2 separate regions of the Mus musculus genome follow, and region 1 is linked to region 2. A link is a contact called in public Micro-C data. All regions are on one chromosome and are shown on one strand. The core of a region is the stretch at or near the end of the contact, and the rest is flanking DNA. Distances in the headings are between cores, read along the strand shown. Region 1 overlaps Farp1 (FERM, RhoGEF (Arhgef) and pleckstrin domain protein 1 (chondrocyte-derived)). Region 2 holds the start of Farp1 (FERM, RhoGEF (Arhgef) and pleckstrin domain protein 1 (chondrocyte-derived)).

Evidence for each region. A called contact is a pair of places that touch in the nucleus more often than the background predicts.
Region 1: a contact with region 2 is called in a Micro-C map of embryonic fibroblasts, with 6 times the contacts expected there. The contact joins the enhancer-like site here to the promoter of Farp1 in region 2. A contact is called at or near these places in 7 of 39 promoter capture datasets (3T3-L1-derived adipocytes, cranial neural crest, embryonic stem cells and 4 more), 18 of 484 Hi-C or Micro-C datasets (the HL-1 cell line, the N1E-115 cell line, Sertoli cells and 12 more), 13 of 115 datasets of contacts at active chromatin or transcription factors (VIP interneurons, cardiomyocytes, craniofacial prominence and 9 more) and 3 of 9 other capture datasets (adipose tissue, embryonic stem cells and pancreatic islet).

What each region holds. Positions count from the first base shown.
Region 1 is chr14:121,133,302-121,136,835 of GRCm38.p6, forward strand. All of the region lies in intron 2 of Farp1 (FERM, RhoGEF (Arhgef) and pleckstrin domain protein 1 (chondrocyte-derived)), which reads left to right. Among named protein-coding and RNA genes, the nearest start is that of Farp1, 99 kb to the left of the region's middle. Within about 2 kb of position 1,765, at least 10 of the 459 cell types and tissues checked have an H3K27ac peak or open chromatin away from gene starts, as enhancers often do. A contact at or near this core is called in embryonic fibroblasts, where this site is marked.
Region 2 is chr14:121,034,225-121,037,477 of GRCm38.p6, forward strand. It overlaps Farp1 (FERM, RhoGEF (Arhgef) and pleckstrin domain protein 1 (chondrocyte-derived)), which reads left to right and starts at 1,350. Exons shown (of 27, transcript NM_134082.3): 1 at 1,350-1,701.

The sequences.
Region 1 (3,534 bases), core at 515-3,014, 99 kb after region 2:
AAAATGTGTGTTGAGGCTCACAGAACCCTGAGCCTGTATTTCCCCCAGGAGTGACGGTTCAGTTGTTAATTTAGTCATGACTTCATAGAATGTAATTAATTACAGCAAATAGCTTGACTCCATTGCATTTTATTAAGTGAAAACCTAAGTTAAGGGATGAAACTTCTTATATCAGTTTTTGCATAATTGTTTAATAATTAGGGACAGAAAATTTGAAGCATCCTTCAGACAGATGGGCACAGATCAGTTGATATGCTGATTAAACCATTTTACTGTTAAAACTTGACTTTTGGACATAGGCTCAGAATGGACACAGGTTCACAGGGGCTTAATTCTCTTATACAGACTGACACAGCAGCTGCATGAGGTACTCTGTAGTGTACCTCATGTTATCATGAGTTCACTTGTAACGCCTCACCCAATTAAATGTCATATAGAGAGTGTTACATGAAAGGAAAACAATGTGTATTTGTGTTCGCTACAAACCTAAGTTTTAAAAATGACTTTCATTTGGGCTGGGGATGCTCAGGGGCTAAAGTGCTTGCTGTGAAAACATGAGGATCTGAGTTCAGGCCCCTAGCATGCACATAAAAGCCACACACGCATCTGTTACTCCAATGACAGAAGCAGTTAGAGACGAGCAGATTCCAGTGGCTCTCTGGGCATCCAGGCTAGCCAAAACATCAAACTCCAGGTGAAGCAAGAGGCTCTGTTTCAAAGAATAAGGTAGAGGCAGACACTTACAGTCAACCACTAGCTTGTAGAAGTGTGTCATGAATATGTGTGCGTGCACACACATGTACCTTCCCAATGTGCACATAGCCCCATGCATGGACATACACTCCATATAAGCGTTCAGACACAGGTAATTCAGAATGCATCCATTATGCACGAATGGATCAATCCTTTTGTGGAATTTATGGACTCAAGAGAACTGATTGTAATGTTAAAATAATTAGTAATATTTTGGGAAAATAACCTTTTTTTAATGACTCACTTTTATTATATCATAAGTCAAGAACCTTTTAAACAAGGGTCTGGTTTTGACTCTTTTATTGAAGAAAGGGATTTCTATTTTTATTCAAGGAATCCATTATTAAAAATAACTTTGAGTCTAGTCACTATTTGACTCTGGACTTATGGCCACAGGGAGATATTTTAGCAAAAGAAATCTTAGTTATTCCCACAAACCTCAAGTGGGGGTCCTTTGACACATAAATTGTTCAGCTGTCAAAATGATTGATGTCACACAGGTTTGCATCTCAGGAGGCAGGAAAGTAACCAGATGTCTACCGAGGAGTGATGGCAGGGCCCATTTAGACCTGTCGTTGGTTATTACAGCAGAAAGTAGGCAGCAGGAGGCTGAAACACTGTGTGCTTAGTGATGGATTCCAGACGTACCACTTAAGTTGTGGGGTTCTGTGGGAAGTGAGCAGCCTGGTCACCCTCAGCTCCCTTTCAAGGTCCATGTATGATCTTGAACACTCCTTCCACAAACTTTCCTTGGAAGCTTTCAGAACATCCTGAGGCCACTGACCTTTTTGAGAAATTAGTTTTCAATTTAGTTTCTAGACGTTTCAAGCCCCGAGCCTCAAATCTGGATGGCCATTTGATAAAAGATATTTTATATGCATTTGGGAATACCTTACTTTGTTTCCTTGTGAGATTCACTGTGATTTCTGAACGGCCAACATTGGGGCTGGCCCAGTGACCTAATTGGAAAAGCAGGCACTTTGTAAAGGAGTGTAACACTAGACAAGAAAACACAAAACCAAGCTTGTCATTCCTTACAATGCCTAAAATGTCTGTATTTCAAATGCTTAGATTCCAGAGTGACCTACAGTAATGCCACCCTTCTGGATTTGCATGGGATTCATGATTTTTTTTCACAGCACCTATTAAAACTTTTCTTTTTCTTCTGAGACAGGGTCTTACACCATATTCCAGGCTGGCTTGGAACTCAGTGTGTAGCACAGCCTGGCTTCAGAGTCTTGGAAACCCTCCTGCCCCAAACTCCTTGTACTGGTTGGTTTTGTGTCAAGTTGACACAGAGAAAGGAGCTTCCGGTGAGGAAAAGCCTCCCTGAGATCCAGCTGTAAGACATTTTCTCAGTGAGTGATCAAGAGGGGAGGCTCCATTGTGGGTGGTGCCAGCCCTGGGCTGGGAGTCCTGGGTTCTATAAGAAAGCAAGCTGAGCAAGCTAGGGGAAGCAAGCCAGTAAGTAACACCCTCCATGGCCTCTGCATCAGCTCCTGCTTCCTGACCTGCTTGAGTTCCAGTCCTGACTTCCCTTGGTGATGAACAGCAATGTGGAAGTGTAAGCTGAATAAACCCTTTCCTCCCCAACATGCTTCTTGGCCGTGATGTTTTGTCAGGAGTAGAAACCCTGACTTCTTTAAGTGCTGGAATTATAGGCTTGTGCTACCTCTTTCTGCATATTCAAACTCTAAGTTTTTTTTTTTTTAAAATGTGTTTAGAAGATGCTGAGGACGTCTGTGTAGGGATTGACAAATTGTAGCTTAACCCAAACTTCCAAAAGAAATTTCCCACTGTCACCCTGTCCTCTTACTACATGGGCCCCGTTGCCTCTTATTACCCTAGGCCAGATTCTATGTGGGTCATTGGCATATTTCTCCATGCTCTGGAACACACATGTGGGTAATTTAAAACCACGGTGTTTGGTTTTGAATTCCTTATTGCATGCCTGTATCACTCACTCGGAGAGGATTTGATCCCTGAGGGTCCTGCCCTTTGTCGTGTTTGTGGCTTAGCCCTATGACAGGAACACGCATGTACTATTAAATAGCATTTACTTTTATAAAAAGTGTCTGAGTCTCATCTACAGTTAATATGTGGAGTGTGTAAATTCATATGTATTTGAGTCGCAAGACGAGAAGGATGTCTACGTTTATCTTACAGACCGTGCTGAGTTTTGTTCTTGGTGCATGAACTTGGATGGATGGCTGCTAGGAAACTATCCTTACTTGCTTTTCTCTCGACGAGGAGATAGAGGCTGACAGGGGAGTGCCCTGCTCACGACCACCTTGCTCAGGATTCTGCAAGTCCAGACTACCACACCCTCAGTGTGACTCCATTCGGGGAGTAGGGATGGCTTTATCTAAGTCAATGGAAAAGTCAGATAACTACAGAAAGATCTGACACCTCACAGTTTCATAAAGCCCGTGGTAGACCATGGTGACTTGTGATAGTAAAATGGTGAATGCATGCATGATGTTAATAGTACATGCAACGGCAGAGTAATTACTTATGAATCTAGACTCTAGTGACCTTTAGCGCTTGAACCTCTAAAAATAGTTATTTGGTCTGTCTAACTTTCCTGACTTCTCAGTCTGAGAGTCCCACAGCTGAAAGAAAATTGGAGCATGTGACATCGCTCAGTAATTTAACACTTCAGGACAATCCTTGATGCTCATCTAGACTTAGTAGGCTCCAGAGAATGTTGTTGTTGTTGCTATTTTTCTTTAATCTGAGAAAGGAAGTCACATGACCTTCTTATGTTACTTGAAGGTATAT
Region 2 (3,253 bases), core at 100-2,599:
ACTTTCTGGGGAGGAGTGGGAGAGGAATTTAAAATCGAGTGCTGCTGCTCTTGGTGGCAGTTTGACCACTACACTTAAGAAAATTACTGGCTGAAAATAGCTCACCCATACTTGTAAAGCCACACACAGTTTGGCCACAGAGCTAGCTTCCAACCCACCCATGATTCTCTCTAGCAAATCGCCCAAGGCCTGTCTGGTTCCCCAGAGGCCAGAGGGATTTTGCAGCATGCAAGAAACAGCCCCAACCCTCCGCAGACTGCTTTTGACTCCCATGACTTACAGGTGCCCCTCTCTGATAATCAAGCTTTCATGTCTTCAGCCTCCCTCCCTAGCCACAGAGACAATTTCACTTGGTTAAGTTCAGTTGTAGCTCCGTTGTAGTTGCGACTGAGGTCAGTGAACTCCTCCAGGGTGGAAAATGACCGGAATCTGAGCCAAATTGGCTCTAGGGGCGGGTCCACACTAGCCTCTGGATCCGGCAGAACAAGGCTTTCCTGTGTTCCATACGGTCAGTGGCCCAAGATCTTTCCCAGACAGAGACAGGGAAGAAGGACGAAGGAAAAATGGCACCTAGTGGGTGGGGATAGTGATTGAAAGTCACCTAGTATCGTGGGCCTTCTGATCATGAATCTTCCGACTATATCACCAAGTTCTGGGGGAAAAAAAAACGGAATCAAATAACTGCAAGTCATTCTAAATCTCGCCACACTAAGCAGGGCATTCTGCTGTCCCTGGTCGGAGAGAGGTGGGGTTGGGCACTGTCCTGGGATTCGCTCAGGTGGTGGGCACTGAGCCCGAGCAGCATCAGAGGTGGCACCTGTGTCTCTGGCATTGAATACCGCGCCGCTTAGGGTGGTGCCGGAAGCCTGCGCTAGTGGCCTGGAAGGGGTGGGGGGCGGAATTCGTGGGTCTTTGTAAAACGCTTTCCACGTGATGTCGTAGTTCTCTGTCAGGCTTCCAAAGGCGACCTGCGGAGTCAGTGCCACGAATCTCCCTCCGGGCCTCCGCATCCCGCTGGACACCAGCGACTAGCGCTCGCGTCTCCGCGGTGGCGCTTCTTCCCGCTCTTGGCTTGGTGGTGCAGCTCAGACACCAGCTCTTGCCACACGCCCAAGTAAGGCACAGCTCCAGGGTGGCGTGGCCCTGCCCACGGTCCACCTTTCTGCGCACCTGCCTCCGGGGCGGGGCGGAGCGGGGCGGGGCCGCTGTGCGGGCGCAGGTCACGGCTCGGACGCTGGAGGGGGCTGTGGCTCTCCGCCGTCCCCAGGCTGTGCCCAGGCTCCCCCTGCCGAGGGCTCGGCCCAGGCCCTGGGAGGGGCAGTGGTGGCCCTCATTTCCCGCTCAACAGCCTCGGAGGCGGCTGGTCCCGGCGCGGGCGCAGCGGCTGCGGGGAGCGGGGAGCCCGGAGAAGGTGCGGGGCGGGGACGCGGCCACCGCCCGCTCTGCGCCGCTCCTCCCCACGCGAGTGGCGCTCGGGCCGGGCGTCGAGGCGGCCGCGGCGACCCGGAGCTCGCTCCCCACCCACCCCGCCTGCTCCGCCCTCCCCTCCGCCCCGCGCCACCTTTGATGGCTCGGACCTCGGCCGGCCGCCGCCTGCCTAGCTCGCGCGCCCGCCGCCCGCGGGGACCCCTCGCTCGCCGCCGCCGCGCCCTCGCCAGCCTTGCAGCCCGCAGCCCGCAGCCCGGACCCGGAGCCACCGAGGTAGGAGGCGTGCGGCGAACAATGACCGCGGCGGGAGGGCGGCCGCCTGGGTGGACCGGGCCGCGGCGGCAACTTGTGCGAGTCCCCGCGCTCGCGGCCCTGGGCGCCGGCCGAGCTGGCTGCGGAGTCCACGGGAACGGTCCTTTTTGTAGCCGGCGGCCGCAGGCCCCGCAACAATAGCAGAAGCCACGGTTCCTCGGGCACCGGTGGAGCTCACCTCCGCGGACCTGGGCTGCGGGGCTCTGAGCTCGTGGGTTCTCCCCAGCTTGGCTTCCTCTCCTTGGGCGCCCCTCCCCCGCTTCCTCCCATCCCACCCTGCCGGGTGACAGCGCCCCCGACGCCTCTTCCGGACCTCAGGCTGCAATCTCGGCTCTGGAGGTCCGTCTCCCGGCAGCACGGGTGCCGCCGTGCCGCCGGGTCACTGCATCTCGCCCACGGGCGGCGAGAACCTCCCGGTGGGTGACAAAGAGGAACACGCCCTCTTAAGTTAGATCTTGTTTCTCTTTACTCTCTGCCTTATGGAGGGGGAAGTTTCCCCCTCCCTTTTTAAAGCACAGGATATATATTATTATTTTTGTGTGGGGGGACGGGGAGTTCAGAACTTCTGATTGTGATTTTTTACGATTTAAGTTCGGAAAACTTTAGCCTTGTGATCCATCCGGACCCCGGTGAGTCTTAGACCTAGGGGTCGTGGAGGAGTACCAGATTCCTTGTTGGGACCCGGAAACCACGGCTGGCAGGGATTTTCTAGAGTCCCCCTAGAAAATAGGGAGGTAGGGCTCACAAAGGAACGAGGTTTGAGACGTGCTGGTGAAGATGTGGGAGCGAATAACTGCCTCTCATCTGGAACAGTTTACCAGGCTCAGCTTCTCCTCCCCTCCCCGGCTCCGGCTCCGGAGTTCAGTGGCCTCCGGCTGTTTCATTTATTTTTGTTTCAGCCTTCCTCCGTGCTAGTTTACCGCGTTTGACAACCTTAAACCTGGCCCCTGCCCATGGTTTACCCTCCAGACTTCCAATCCCTCCCTTAGTAGGCAGCGTTTTCTGACCATAACCTCGACCCAACGATGGGCCATGTTTAATGTGCTTTGCACGTGGGGACTTGGCCAAGCCCACTTCAGAACATTCCCCTAGCGTTGTCTTACTTCTCTTTTTCTATCTGAACAAGGAATGGAGAAAGAGGGGGAAAGCCTTTTGGATTATGAAAGCTTTAGTTGAGGAGTTGCCTTTAAAAATTGGTTTGGTGTTTTGAAAGCTAAGGTGGGGCCCTTTTCAAATCCCTGTCGTCTTTCCCCTCAGCCCCACATTTCTTGCTGGCATCTTAGCCTCAGCTTTTCAGGTGGGTGGGTCTCTGAAAATGCACGTCTTCCGTGGGTCTGGCATCCACACAGCCCACTTTATATTCCTGCAGCATCGGTCTGCAGCAAGACACTAATATTGGACCTTCTCCAAGCACAACGAAACGTTTGTGTTTTTAGTATGTCTGGCTAATAGCTCTGCTTCTGGGTAAAATAAATAGAAGCATTATTGGGCAGTGACTGGTCTACTGGGGGAG